Regions from separate parts of the Mus musculus genome. Here regions 2 and 3 are each linked to region 1. Evidence: chromatin contacts called from public targeted proximity ligation data. All regions are on one chromosome and are shown on one strand. The core of a region is the stretch at or near the end of the contact, and the rest is flanking DNA. Distances in the headings are between cores, read along the strand shown. Region 1 holds the start of Zfand5 (zinc finger, AN1-type domain 5). Region 2 has its middle 85 kb from the start of Cemip2. Region 3 overlaps Cemip2 (cell migration inducing hyaluronidase 2).

Region 1 (2,876 bases), core at 153-2,652:
TCTAAACTCTAATGTGCTACTAAGCCTGACCTTGTGCAAGTCCTTAGTCTCCAGATTTCAGACACCTCTGCCAAACAGTCAAATAGTTTTTTTTTTCTAAGAGCTTCTTTCCATACTTAATACCGGTTCCAGCCACAAAACAATTTAGAACAACTAAAAGAAATCCCTTATTTTGGGGCGAGACACTTCAAAAACAAACTTGAAATGTAAAAGTGAAATATTTTCAGCAGTTGAATAATGAAATCTCACCTAAAAAAATCAAAATAAGATAAAATTAATTACTATCTTACTATTCCCTTGATTACTAAATACCGATTTTAAGAAAGGAGGCTCTGACCTATATATTATTTTCTTCTAATTATCTCAGGTAATATTCTTAGGCAGCTCCAATCGACAGTTAGCTTATAATACCTTCCCTCAGAATACAACTACACGGAGTGCACGGAAAGCAAGCAAAATGTCAACTTCACAAATGTTCACGTAGGAAAGAAACAAAGGGAGAGGCGCTCGACTTGCTTCCATGCAAAGGATTTTGAGGGAGAAGCTTAACCGCATTGGAAAAAACTAAAAACCCTCCGGGAGAAGAGCCGTCAGTCCCGGTTCCAGCGATTTCGACCGAGTTCGGGACCCAGAGGCCCCCCACCCCCCTCGCAGCGCAGGCCGCGCTCCGGGAAGCCCGGTAGGGCCTGCTCCAAAAACCACTGAGTCATGCACTCGACGGTCCCTCGCCGGAACAACTCGGCTGTGCAGGGAGCCAGGCGCGGCAGTAGCCGCCTCTGCCATTGTCTATCCTGTCGGTCGGTCGGCCGGCCGGCACCCGGCGCCGCGGCACGCCGGGCATTGTCCCGTCCAGCCCGCTGGCCCGGCCGGGCCCGTCTTTGTGCTCGCCGATCGGGCGTGCTCCCGCCCCCGCGCCGTCCCGGCTCGCGCCACTTACCCTGCGGGGGCCCGGATGCACTAGCGAGCTGGCGCGCGACGCCGGGCGGTGGGCCGGGCTGAGGCCTCCGGGAAGGGCTGGCTAGCGGCCGCCGCGGGCCGGAGCGGAGCGGAGCGCAGGCGGAGCTGCGCTGGCGCCGCGGAGGCCTCCTTTGTTCGTGCAGAAGCGCCGAGGCGGCCGAGCCCCGCCGCAGCTCGGGTGGGAGGGCGGCGGGGGAGGAGAAGAACCGCAGGCCGCGGGGCTAGCGCCGCTCCAGGCGCCCGGCCGCCGGCACCTCACGCCTCCACAGCGACGTCCCGGCCGAGTGAGGAGGCGCGCGGAGAGGCCTGAGCGCCGACGGGGCCCGAGGACTGCGCTCTTCGGGCTTCCGCGTTCGCCAGAGACTCTGCGCGACTCCGGGCAGCGAGCGGACGCCTGACCAGATGCACACCGCTCAGCGATCCCGACGACTGACGCTCTGGCTCTGACCGGCGCTCGGGATCTGAGGGAAAGGGCGGCGGGGGCGGGGCCTGTGCGTCAGCGAAAACCCGGTCGGCACGCCCGCGGCGCGATGACGTCGCGGGACGAGGCCCCGCCCCTGACCTGCAGGCACTAGCCGGGGGCGGGGCCGCACTTGGGGGCGGGGCGAGTCCGGAGGCTGCGGTCACCGTCGCCCAGTCACCCTCCGGCCCGCGGGGCCCTGGGTGGAGCTGCTGCGGCGGGTCCACGGAGGCAGCGCTTCTATTTTTAACCCTATTGTCCGCCCTCAGCCACCCACACCAGCCCAGTTTCTCACGCTTCGTCCCCAGCTCCGCCGGGGTCCCCTCCCCGCGGGACGGGAAGGCACGGCCCGGAGGAGGCTGGCAGGGTTCCGGGTGTCGCCGCAGCTCCGCCTGCCACCGCCCAAGGTCGCGGTGCGCTGCCAGCTCTGAGCTAGGACCGCCCACCAGCCCCAGCCCCGCGCCGCCGTTCTGAACTGTTAAGCCAGCCTATAGAAACCCCTGGAAATTTACTATTCCAGTGAAGCACGGAGAACCCTGACAAGCCTGATGAGATGGAGCAAGAGGGACAAACAAGCCGGACCCCAGGCAAGGGCAAGGTGCTGGGTACCTGCCCAGAGCACGAACAGAAGAAGCTTTCTGCTGGTCTCTCCGTGGGTTCTGGTCACAAAATGTCTCTGCCGAAATCCATAAGGGCTACTACCTTAGCTACAAATATGCACTTAGGGTCCTTCACTTCGGGTATTTAAGAACCGTAGGCCTTGAAGGGCTACCTTAACGGCATTTATGCACTTAGGGTCCTTCATTTCGGGTATTTAAAAACCCTAGGCCTATCTCTAAGGTACCCTAGGGTTGGCCTTGACTGGGACACACGAACCTCATTTCTAGATTTTGTATTTGTGATATTGTGGAAGTAGTGTGGGGGAGGGGTGCTGCCCTGATGCTCCAAATCTAACTGCTCCCTGCACAGCAAGTGGACTAACCGGTACATAATACATTTTAAAAACCTATTTCGGGGTTATATTGCTATGGTCAAGTAATGTATTTCAGACTTAGTTTGGGTCATTTGTCCTAGGATCTTTGGGATTTATTTCTGTAAACTAGTAAATAATAAAACTAACTGCTACCATTTACCAGCCATTTCAGTGTCATCTATTTTTCATTTAGGGTCTCCTTATTTATCACAGCAGTTTACTGAGAAAAATGCCCTCCCTGTCCATTTGTCAGGGTAAGGCAGTCATGATGAAGGATGCTCTTGCCTGAAGCGCTAGAGACTAATGGAAACCGTAATTATGAGGATAAAAATAACTTCAGAGATTTTTTTTAAATAGAGCATACCTTATTGTCTGTCTCTTTTTATTCTTCCATTTTAAAAAGAAGAGCTTTATAATTTATCTTGTCCAATTTAAACAACAAAGTCATTTTAAAATCAAGCTGTTGATGCTAACAAAACTTATCAA
Region 2 (2,876 bases), core at 205-2,704, 590 kb before region 1:
TAGCCCCTCTATTTCTTTGGGGACAAGTGGGACCTGACCCTTTGGAACAAACTCCCTCTCCCCAGCAATAGCTAAGAGTCGTTCACTGTTCTTTTAATCATTCTTTACTTCCAATATTATTATTGGGCTGGGGAGAGGGCTCTATGGGCAAAGCACTTGCTGTGGAAGGATAGAGACCAGAGTTTGGGTCCCCAGAACCCACGTTAAACTGAGTGGACTGAAGTCTTCAATTTTAATGCTTCTAGAATGAGATGGGAGGCAGAGACAGGATAGTCCCTGGAACCTTGCAGACCAAGTAGCTTGGAGTACATACCACGATTTCCAACAGCAAAGAAATCCTTTCTCAAAAAAGGCGAGAGGAGAAAAACAATATGGAAGCTGTCTACTGATCTCTACCCCAGCACACACCACACACACACACACACACCATACCACACAAACATACACACACATACACCCCACCACATACACACCATACCACACACACATACATCCTAACACACACACACATTACACACACATACACATGCATACACACATATACACACTATCTTTTAAATCTTCAGTTAGCTCACTCTGTGTTTCCCAAAGTGACCAAATAAAAGCAAATAATCCTGTGTCATTTCCATCATGTAGAAACAAGAACATATGTATTGAAGGGATGACTTAGAAGATGACTATCTACTCCAGAAGGCTAAAGATCTAGATTCCAACAGATCTGCTATTTTGGGGAAATGATTCTTGATTTGTAATCAGAATGTGTAAAGAATCAACCTAAAAAATATAAATAATATAGATCCAAATTTATTAAACATTTAATTATAATAAATTCCCAGGAGATATTTATCTTCCTAAGGAAAAAAAGATGACTAACATAGTTATCCAGAGATTTTGGACTCGGCTTTTTTATATACTACATCATTAATTGAATTAAAAGCAACTTGTTCGAAGGAATTCACAAGAGATAGAAATCACAGATCATCAGTACAGCAACCCCTCCTCTGGGATCATTTCATGTTTGTAACTGATCTCTCCCCACCCATGGGTAAACTGCACAGGAAGTCCCTGCTCCTGTCCAGTCTCATCTTGCTCGTGTAGCATTTCCCGTACTTGGATGTGTGTGTTTCCAATATGGAGCTGCAACAGGGGAAAGCTATAATTACCAAATCTCTTCCTTTTAGCTATTGAAATAAGGTGACCTGCAGAAACACAAGACACTACAAACAAAGACTTCCAGAAATATAACCAGGTAAATACGCTTGCTTGTGGCTAAATCCTTGGGCTCAAATTCAAAAGGGGTGTACCCTTCAGAGCCTGATAGTGTCACTGGTCTGTGTTTTTGGAACATTACCTAAAACAGGAGGAAAATCAGCTATTATTCACAACACGCCTGATCAACAGAAAGGACTCCTTTCAAAGCCAAGTGCTCACATCCTGTTGCTGGGGTTGACTCAATGACTCAGTGACTCATTCTGTAAGTTGTGGCTCTTCTCCGTTTATAATTCTCTCCACACTGAGATGGCTGCACTTTCACATTTAGGTCAGTACGTGGGAGGGTAAAATTGCCTTACAAATCAGCCAGAGTTAGATAATTAAAACTTTCAGGTACGCGTTCTTTTTAGCACTGTAGGTATTGTAGCAGACATTTAAATGGAATTACTGCCCAAAGAGAATGAATTTGAGACACGGAACCTGCCTCGAAATTAGGTTAGCAAGGACTAAAAATCCTGAGTGTTGAACAGGGAACTCATAAACAGGATGAGGAGTTACAAGAGGCCTGGGAATTCAGTCTTGCCAATAACACACACATACACACACACACACACACACACACACACACACAACCTTGGAACCTTGAGCAGAGGGCAAGAGGTGTTGGTGTAATGGGTGATCACACAAATGGGTAGAAACATGGAAAGGTTTGTTGCCAACAGTATGCCTTCCCAAGTCTGCAATTCAACTTCAGCTTATTACATAAAACCTATCTCAAAACCAATCTGCTGTGTGCTAGCGGTTTTTCCTCTTGAGTAGGGAGTGAGATTATTAGCCAAGAATTGTTGTGTGGCTCTCAACTTTCCTAATACTGCAACCCTTTAATACAGTCCCTCATGTTGTAGTAATAACCAACCATAAAACTATTTCCCTTGCTACTTCATAACTATAATTTTGCTTCTGTTATGAATCGTAGTGTAAATATCTGTATTTCCAATGGTCTTAGGCAAACCCTGTGAAAGGACTGTTTGACCCTAAAGGGGTTGGGACCCACAAGTTGAGAACCTGCTTCATGGTAAAAGGGGTTGGAAGTGACAAACTGTTAGCTGGACTCAAGTTTCCCCTCACATGAATAGCAAGAGCAGAATGCTATACAGCCCAACCGTAAAATGGGTGTGGCCGCATACTTTCACTGTAGTCATTTCCACATTTCAGAATTCTGGTTTGTAACAGCTGGGTTACTGAGCTGTGGTACCCTCACAACCACCAGCATAAATGCAATCCTCCTGCCTGTGGGTGTTCAAACCGGTTCCCTAAGCAGGTTCTGCCTAACTCCATGTGCTGCTGTCCAGAAACAAGTAAAACAAAGGCAGAGACTAAGCAGCACAGGGCAGTCTCAGTGTGCCCTCCGCCATCTTGGAAATGTGTTTAAAAATCAAGTTCCTAGTCCATTAACTGTTAGAAAATACTAAAGAATGTATAAGGATGTGAAACCCACCAGGTGTTTCAGATTGCCAGCTGTTTGTGAGTCAAGGCCACTTTCATTCAATTACACGTGTTTATAGTACTGCTTGACAAGAGAGAAAGCTGAGGATTGGAGGTAGGAAGCTGCTCCCAGTAACACCACTAAATGCCTTTAGTGGCATCAGACCTAAGGTGCTCAT
Region 3 (2,876 bases), core at 154-2,653, 520 kb before region 1:
CACACACACACACATATATTTACTCTCTTCCTCCCTCCTCCCTTCTTCCCTCACTCTCTGTCTGTCTCTCTCTGTGTGTGTGTGTGCATATGTATGTGTGTGTGTGTGTGTGTGTGTGTGTGTGTGTTTGAGGAGTGGAGAGTGAGGGACCCATGCGTGTGGAGACAAGCCAGCAACCCAGAGTCAGTCAGCCCCCAGTCAGACTCAGGAGTCCTCCTGGTGCCACCTGTCCAGCCCTGGGATTACAAAGCATACGCCACCACACGCAGTTTGGGTTTTGTCTTCTTTTTAAAGATCTTTTCTTTAAATTTTTACTCAGATCTGTTTGTAAATGCATGGCAGGTGTGTCTAAGGGAAGCAGAAGAGGGTGTTGGAGCCCCTAGAGTTCCTGGTGGCCGTGATGTACCCCACACAGGTTGTGGGAACTAAACTCGGATCCTCACCAACTGAATTGTCTCCTCAGCATTGATCATTAAGTTTCTGGCCTGGTTTCTTGATAAGCAAATATCATTTAAGGAATTAAAGGTCCCTCCGTGGTCTTCATCAATGAACAGAATGGTTAGACTGGACAAATGTATCAACTCACACACCTGGGGGCAAGTTTAAGGATGCATTCCATAGCTCAAAAGTATTAACAACTTTTTTTGTACTGTTTATCACGCCTGTTTCAAAGCACTAAACAAGATCTTTAGTCGCATCCATTTTATCGCTATATGGATAACTAAGTAAAGTTTTTGTGATCCAAGACTCCCAGCTCCCAACAAGCACCATCCTGCACTCCCATGGGGATTTGTAAAGAACATTTACAGAGATGCTCCAAGAAAGACTTGAGCCCTGAGACACAGTGGAGGAGGGAAAAAGAAAAAAAAAAAAAAAAAAACAGAAAGACAAGCCTTCTCATTTACAATTTCCCACAGACTCCTCAAACAACTGCTGTCATTTGTAAGCAGTCACACCTCATCCTACCTGTGCATTAGGTAGCTACAGCCAGGCTCAGCAACCAAGGCCTTTTTCTTTAAAGTGTGCTTTCTACATTCTCCCCCTAGCTCTTCTTTTGGACTATGCTTTCTCTACATATGTGCGCACAGCACACATACTTCATTCCCATTCACACGCAGGAGCACATACCATCTGGAGCGTATTTTGAGGATATTCCCAAAATGACCGCAAGCGCCACAAAGAACGAGAAGCTGGTTATGGCGAAGCAGATGAAGGTGTTCTTGTGCCTCTTCCGCTTTCGGCTCTCGCTCGGAGTCCGCTGCTCCTCGGGGGAGAAAGCAAAGGTCGCTGGGGCGTCTTGGCTCCTGGAGGTCAGTTTGGCGGAGGCGTGGTTCTTTGGAGGAGGCGCGGGACGTAAGGGAACCACCTTCCCGGGAACATAACCAGGTGAGCGGTGGCCGTTTCCGTTTTGAGGTTGCAGGAAAGCAGGGGAGTGGCCCCTGGAACCAGCGGCATACATGATACCCTGTCACTGTGAAAAGGGAAAGAAGGTTTTGAACGTGTACAATGTAATAGCATTAAGACTTTGTTTTGAGACAGGGTCTAGCCTCAAAAGCATGACAATGCTCCTGCCTCAGCCTCCCAAATACTGAGATTAGAGGCATGATCCCTGAAAAACATTTTCAGTGCTGGGGATCAAGTACCTGGTATACTCGAGGCACACACTCTACCCTTAGGCCACACCCCAGCTCTCAAACACGTAATGTGCTAAGACAAGCATAAATCTCTTTTTTTTTTTTTTTTTATCCAGTGACATTAATTATATTCGTAAAGTTGTATGACCATCAGCACCATCCTTTTTCAGGAATTCTTCAGTGCCCTGAGCAGCAGCTCCACACCATTAGCACACTTCTCCACTCCCACCTCAGCCTGACACTGACAGAAAATACCAAGTCAATTACATCCCCGATTCAGTTAACTGGGTGCCGCCACCTTCAGTGTTAGGTTGTCTAGTTCTAAGGACACTGCCTCTCCACTCCACTCCACTGCAGAGCACATAATCGCATCCTACAGCCTCCCAGGGCTCCCTGGCTGCGCTCTAGAACAATTCAGTTAGGGTGGTGAGGCTGGGTCAAAGCTGCTGGAAAATTAACATTCCCAAGGGACTCTAAAGAGCACCTGGAGCCACCTGCTCATGCCAACTGTTCAGGGTTTTCAGAATGGAAAATAAGCATTAAAAAAAAAAAAAAACAAACCTGAGAGAAATGGAGATCCCTGGACTCTTTTTTATGTGATTCAGGCCCAACTACTGCAAAGAGGACTCTGGATTTACATATTTAAAACACACACTTTGAAAGGAAGAGGCAAATGGCGTATTACATTATAATCTCAAAAAGAAAAGAAAAATGTGTGTCTATAAAACACACTCTGGTGACCACACTTGGAGCCTCACAACCCTAAACTCTTTAAACTGAAATTACAAGTCCGTGTATCCCATGAGAACCCAACAGATGCCCTAGGAAGTTCCAACAGACAGGCATTCAAGTCTGGATGTTCAATTCCCCGGATGGGGCTATCTCGTGGTTAAGCAGTTTAACCATTTCTTCCCATAACCTTACTTACATACAGACTCTGAATGCACTCAGTATGAATGTTTAGCCTGGTGTGGTGACATTGAAAGGAAATAAAACTTGAGACCTGTGATTCATGTAATGTATGTCAAATAGCCCAAAGACTTGTTTGTGAGCTTTGAAACCTGGGGCTGAGAACATAGCAGAACAGACCAGGACATGCCCGGGCAGGCCCATCGCCTCCCTATCTCCCACCCCTCTGACCTAAGTTAAATGTTACAGGCTGCTGATGTTTAAATGGACCAATCATGTGAAACCGCGCCAATTCCTCCCCAGCCCCACTCCTTTTCTATAAAAACCCCTAGC

What was found.
Region 2: a targeted proximity ligation map of effector CD8 T cells shows a contact between it and region 1, with 10 read pairs. A contact is called at or near these places in 1 of 39 promoter capture datasets (pre-B cells), 3 of 130 datasets of targeted methods (the 230-238 cell line, effector CD8 T cells and thymic regulatory T cells) and 1 of 9 other capture datasets (liver).
Region 3: a contact with region 1 is called in a targeted proximity ligation map of embryonic stem cells, with 8 read pairs. A contact is called at or near these places in 1 of 39 promoter capture datasets (pre-B cells), 2 of 484 Hi-C or Micro-C datasets (both in embryonic stem cells), 5 of 130 datasets of targeted methods (the 230-238 cell line, embryonic stem cells, epiblast stem cells and 1 more) and 1 of 9 other capture datasets (liver).

What each region holds. Positions count from the first base shown.
Region 1 is chr19:21,270,804-21,273,679 of GRCm38.p6, reverse strand. Zfand5 (zinc finger, AN1-type domain 5) reads right to left here and starts at 1,402. Exons shown (of 6, transcript NM_009551.5): 1 at 938-1,402. It overlaps LOC115489044 (atherin-like), which reads right to left and starts at 2,222. Exons shown (of 2, transcript XM_030251153.1): 1 at 2,190-2,222; 2 at 938-1,905. The coding sequence starts at 2,222. The coding sequence ends at 1,213.
Region 2 is chr19:21,862,314-21,865,189 of GRCm38.p6, reverse strand. No RefSeq gene overlaps it. Among named protein-coding and RNA genes, the nearest start is that of Cemip2, 85 kb to the right of the region's middle.
Region 3 is chr19:21,791,233-21,794,108 of GRCm38.p6, reverse strand. It overlaps Cemip2 (cell migration inducing hyaluronidase 2), which reads right to left. Exons shown (of 24, transcript NM_001033759.2): 2 at 1,129-1,471. The coding sequence starts at 1,459. Among named protein-coding and RNA genes, the nearest start is that of Cemip2, 14 kb to the right of the region's middle.